Regions from separate parts of the Mus musculus genome. Here region 2 is linked to region 1. A link is a contact called in public Hi-C data. All regions are on one chromosome and are shown on one strand. Each heading gives the region's core, a stretch centred on a gene start, on an enhancer-like site or on the middle of the called end of the contact. The rest is flanking DNA. Distances are from core to core; before and after follow the strand shown.

The links. A called contact is a pair of places that touch in the nucleus more often than the background predicts.
Region 2: a contact with region 1 is called in a Hi-C map of cortical neurons, with 4 times the contacts expected there. The contact joins two enhancer-like sites. A contact is called at or near these places in 1 of 39 promoter capture datasets (embryonic stem cells), 2 of 15 datasets of contacts at CTCF or cohesin (pro-B cells and stem cell-derived epiblast-like cells), 92 of 484 Hi-C or Micro-C datasets (the AML12 cell line, the AtT-20 cell line, the Ba/F3 cell line and 46 more) and 2 of 115 datasets of contacts at active chromatin or transcription factors (astrocytes and stem cell-derived neural progenitor cells).

Annotation. Positions count from the first base shown.
Region 1 is chr1:83,075,423-83,078,122 of GRCm38.p6, forward strand. No RefSeq gene overlaps it. Among named protein-coding and RNA genes, the nearest start is that of Krtap28-13, 16 kb to the left of the region's middle. Within about 2 kb of position 1,374, at least 12 of the 459 cell types and tissues checked have an H3K27ac peak or open chromatin away from gene starts, as enhancers often do. A contact at or near this core is called in cortical neurons, where this site is marked.
Region 2 is chr1:83,715,975-83,718,708 of GRCm38.p6, forward strand. No RefSeq gene overlaps it. Among named protein-coding and RNA genes, the nearest start is that of Sphkap, 310 kb to the left of the region's middle. Within about 2 kb of position 1,282, at least 3 of the 459 cell types and tissues checked have an H3K27ac peak or open chromatin away from gene starts, as enhancers often do. A contact at or near this core is called in cortical neurons, where this site is marked.

The DNA of each region.
Region 1 (2,700 bases), core at 124-2,623:
ACAGCACATGACTTATTTTGCCAAGAATAAAATTCATTGTTGTTAAGTATTGCCATACATTGTACAATAAATTCTACTAACGTGTCCTATACAAGGTGTGATGAACAAAGGGAGAAGAGGTGGTTGGAGGGTGTTGGGGGACTTAGGAGGGAGAGGGAAATAGTCAAGTGTCATTCAGGACATGAACGCTGAAGAGAAGGTAGGGCTTTGCCTATCAGAGAAAGAGAGAGGCGCCTTCTAGCCAGAAGCCACATCTAAGCGCCACCACAGTGAGAGAAGGCACAGAGGGTGCGAATTTGGGCAGGATTCACAGTGAGGATGTCCCAAAATTATGACCCCCATGACCGTCAGGAACTTTGGTAAAGTAGACAAGAGTGTTCATTCACTCTTTAACCGAAGGTCAACAGGGCTTTGAAGCAGGGTGAGGTGTCATCCCTGAGCTGAGACCTTAACCCGAGGAAGAGAAATAAGAAGACACAGGCTTTAAACAGAGTTGACAAAGGGAGTTTTACAAATAGCTAGGAAACTGCTCAGAGATTCTAATAAATATGCAGCCGTAGGGATGGTACTAAGAGACTCCCGTGAAGTGCAATGGATTTTCTGCTATTCATATTTAAACATGAAAGGTTAATCACAGTCGGCTAGAGGAGGCTGACATTAAACACAGACTTAAATAACAACACGTCCCTCAAACTGAGCTTTCATTGTGGCGATTTCGGAGCTCGTTTATATTGCCTCAAATAATCCACACACAAATCTCGTGGAACAGATTTTGTTATCTATACTTTACAGAGAAGGAAAACAAGGCACACAGAGGCAAGAGGGAAGTTAATGAGGGGCTCATTTAACTAGTTGTTTGCAGTGCCCTTTTGAATAGAGCACTGAAAAGCAGCCCCGTGCTGCCACCTAATGGTTAGAAGTGGTAAGTACAGTAAGGGAGGAGACATCACAGTGAATAGACAGTCAGTGGCTCTCTGGAAGAGGCTGAATTGGAATAGAAATTAAGGTGATTGTTTTGGAAGATGAGCAGAGGGAGCAGCTTGTGCGAAGGCACAAAGATTACAGTTTTTGAGCCACATGTAGAGCTGAGGTAATGGGCCGCGTGGGCGACCTCGTAGGGGCTGGTAGGTACTGTATGCTGAGATCATGGGAAATCAATGAAGACATTTGATCATGTAGAGAAATTTGAATTTTACATAATTTCCCTGGTGGGTGCCAGGAAAATGGACATAGGGGCACGCTATTCACTGGGGAAGCAGGTGGTGGGGAGTGACCTACAACAGGTTTGGAGACCCCTCATTCTGCAAGACACAGCCGTTAGCCCAGCCTGGGAAACCTCTGCATCTGTACACATCCTTACATCTCACCGTGACCTTTGGGGGATAGTCAACCAGTGTCGGCTAGTCGGTAGTACCAAATGACTATCAAACATAGATTCCTAGTGTCCCATAACTTAAAAAAAAAGTATATATAAGAAAGACTTCTAGACAGATAAAATTGCCTATTACAAACCCTAGCAACAAAAGCTTGCATATCTTCTAGTACATTTCTTTTGCTTTGGAGCACAAACAATGGCTGATTAAAAAAAAATAGCACTTTCAACATCACACCAGCTTTAGTTGGAAAAACAACAGAGCCCAGCTGAGATGGCTAAAACCTTAAGAAATTGGTATTCTCTAAAGACTGATAGTGCGCTTTCTTTCTAGGCACTAAGACTATTTATGAAATGTGATACGGAGCCAGACTGTGTGGGCAAAGCAGTTTGACCTCACGTTTCCTTGAAGTAAGTGTTGTGGTTTTACAGGGCTCCTTGAATCAGTTTCTCCACTGGATTCGAAACATGACAGCGTGTGATGAAACTGGGGGTGGCTTGGGTGCTTTTGAAATATTTTGCAAAAGCAAGAAGAGCAAGTGGAACAAAACACAGACTGTCTGGCTTGTGGTGAAGTGTTATTCCTCTCTGTCAAGAAATACCAGTATTTCCCTCCGCTTCCACTGCTCTCCCTGCTACATGATGCTATTTTTCTTTTCTTTAGATAGAGAGGAGGAACTCTGTAAGCACTTTCAGACCCAATGAAGAAGAAACGGGGAGGGATGGTGTGAGATATCTTCAGTTTCTTGTTTCCTTACATGCCCTTGGCATTTTGAAAGGTTGCTGCTTAGTCCTTCATAGTTAACAATAGGGAGATGTGACAAGAGACCCGGAAGCTGAGCGATGCTCTGGGACCTTTAGACATCGGTCCTGCCTTCCCAGGCTGCTGCAGATGGCCAGCTCTGAAGCCAGGGTCCCAAAGCAAGGATCAGAAGCAGGAATCTGGTCAGGCACAAACCTCCTGACATGTGCAACCTGTGGTTGGCCAAGGATACCTATGAATGTGATCTAATACCAAAATCATACATGTATTTAAAACATTATGAGATTTGTTTTTTGTCTTTTGGGGATTTTTTTGTAATTTTTTTTTTTTGTGACTAGTTTGTGTATTTCTTTAAGGGTAAACTTTGTTAATGGCAATGCCAAAAGCTTGGACATGCTTGCAAGTTCTACATCTTTGGATGACTGAAATATATAGTCTCATCTCGGGATAATCTCTCTGACACCAGGCTCTCAAAAAAAGAGCCCAGAAGCATACACAGCAGAATAGTGTCACTCTGGAACACTACTTGCTTTAGTCTATTTGCACAGATACAACAAAATATGTA
Region 2 (2,734 bases), core at 32-2,531, 640 kb after region 1:
TTGGGTGAGAACAGAAGACAGGATTTATATAGGGTTTCTTGGAAGTGAAGATTATTGGGATTTCAAGCTCTGAGCTTGGACTTTTTACTCTGGAGGGTGGAGCTTGGCTGCCTGTCTCTGGAGGGAGGGGACCTGGCCTCTGAAGCCTTTAGAATGTCTTATACATGGAGTCTCCTGGTTGGAGGTACTCAGGGGTGGGTCTTGCACACTCTCATCTCAAGGGGCTTGCAATATCAACCATACTTCGAATGTCCAGGAGTATTGGTCATGACAAAGGAATGTAAGTTGGTAAAGTTTAAGAATGCCTGTTTGGGGTGAGGGACATAGATGGGAGGCTTTGGAGGAGGAAAGGGAAGAAACAAATGTTGTAATTAAATTATAAATGTGAAGATAAACAATAGAACATATACCCCAATTAGGAACACAGTTAAGACTAAAATCACTCCTCCCCAAATCTCTGCTGTAGGTCATGCTGGTTTACCACTAATAGTATATGCTAAGTCTGTGATGATTATTTGGCTACCATGTTTGATATTGGATAGCATATCCTGGGAACTTACATTTGAAAGTTGACATACAATGAGGAATGTAGAATGCTTTAGAATCTCGTATAAGTGTTTTGAAGACTGGAATGTAGCTGGGGATATAGCTTAGTTGGTAGATTGTTTGGCTACCATATATGAAGCCCATGCATGGTTTGATCCCATCACTGCATAAAGATGGTGTGGTGGTGCTCACCATGTAACCTCAGTACTGGGGAGATAGTGTCAAGAGGATAAGAAATTCAAGCTCACCTTCAGCTACGTAGAGTTAGGTAGGGTTAGGACTGGGTTAGGGTTAGGTTCAAGGCCAACCTGAGCTGGACACGCTGTCTCAAGAAATAAAAAATAAATAAAAACTGAACTATTATGAATAACAACCAAGCTTTTCATAAAAATGAACATTAAATATATTCCACACTTTTTCATGTAAAATACAGAAGAGGTAGCTGAGACAGGGGGAAATGTGTTATATGTGCATTTCTGATTATTGCCTCATGAAATTAAAGTACTACATAGAAGAAGTAGAAGAAGAAGGAGGAGGAGGAGGAGGAGGAGGAGGGACAGGAGGGAGAGGGGGGAGAGGAGAAGGGGAGAGAGAGAGAGAGAGAGAGAGAGAGAGAGAGAGAGAGAGAGAGAGAGAGAGAGAGAGAGAAAGTCAAAATTTCCTATGACTGCAGATGCCTTTAGAAACTATATGGTCCTAGCGCCATCTGGAGGATCAGTGAGAATATGTTCAGAAGCCAATGGCAGAAATGAGCAGATAAACAGTCTCCCAACATTTGCACTATATGACTCTCCTGGCCTCCAAACAGTTCCCAAATAAGGGCTCCAATGATACCAACAGTCCAAAACTTCAACTTCTTCACTTCAAAAACAGGTTTAAACCTGAACCAAGAATGTCAAACAGGATCTGTTGTATATATATTTTTTAAACAAAACAAAATTCAGAATGCAATTTTTGTTTCTTGTCTGAGAGGAAAGAATTGTACAGGGCTTGGTAGGAGTACTAACATTCTGCAGCCCTTTTCAAGAAACATATAACTATAAAATGCCAATACTCCTCAGATTTTAATGTGTGTGCCAGAATTAAGATTCTTTTTTAAAATGTAGGTGCTAACTCAATGGTTCCAGGGTCAAATGTCAAGAGTCAGCAGTTCTGAAAAGTTTTCCCTTGCTGCTTGTCCTAGGAGAGATTAAACCAAAGTTTTAGTGCTTTAATCCACAATACATGGACTGGTAGACTCCCTCATGATCTTGTTTGAAAGAGAATCAAATCAACTACTGTGAAGCAGCAAACAATGAGATACTCATCAGGGCCTCTGGTCTGCAGGAAAATGCCTTCAAGGTTTAAGATCAGTGACATATTATCCTCAATCCTTTGAAAAAAGAAGTTATCTTTCAGGCTTAACATGTCCTTGTAAATGAATGTAGTTCATAATTCTGTACATATGTTGCTGGCTTGGTTTTCTAGAATGTGCTAAGAGTTTGGAGTCCCTGCTCATGAAACATACTGCTCTTTGAGTGAATATAAATGTTTCTTTCGAGTGCTTTGAATTGGCCTGACATGTACAAACACTGGTTTCTGAATGTTTGGTAGAATCCACAGGCAAAGGAATTGGAACCTCAACTATGATATTTTTCTTGGATGTTTATATCTAAGTTTCTATAATTGCTGTTCATTTTATTTGGATTATGTATATTTCCTTTGCTCAGTTTCGATACTTGGGTACTTTTTTGAAACTTGCCCATTTTCTTTAAGGCATCTATTACTGACTTACACCATTTCCTTAACTAGCCATGCAAAACTTAAGGATGGGTACCTTCTACAATATACATTGTTAGGTGATTGTGTTGGGTGGGCAAGTGTCACAACCTAAGTCTATGTTAGTATATTCAGTGGAACCACACCTGGGCTACCTGTAATTTATCCAGATTTGCTTTGCCATATTGCTCTTATCATATTTGTTCTGACAAAGAATTTTTTCCCACTATTAGCCTATGTAGAGTTTCCCAAATTCTTGGTCAACTTTCCATCAGCAATCACAGATTCACCACAGGCGTTCACATCATATAATGAATACAATTCTTCACTCATTTGAATACCTAGAGCCAGTAATGTATTCGACCCTGTGATGGTGTCCAGTATTTTCTCTTGGCCTTGGAGCATATTTCCAGGGGCAATATGTTATTAG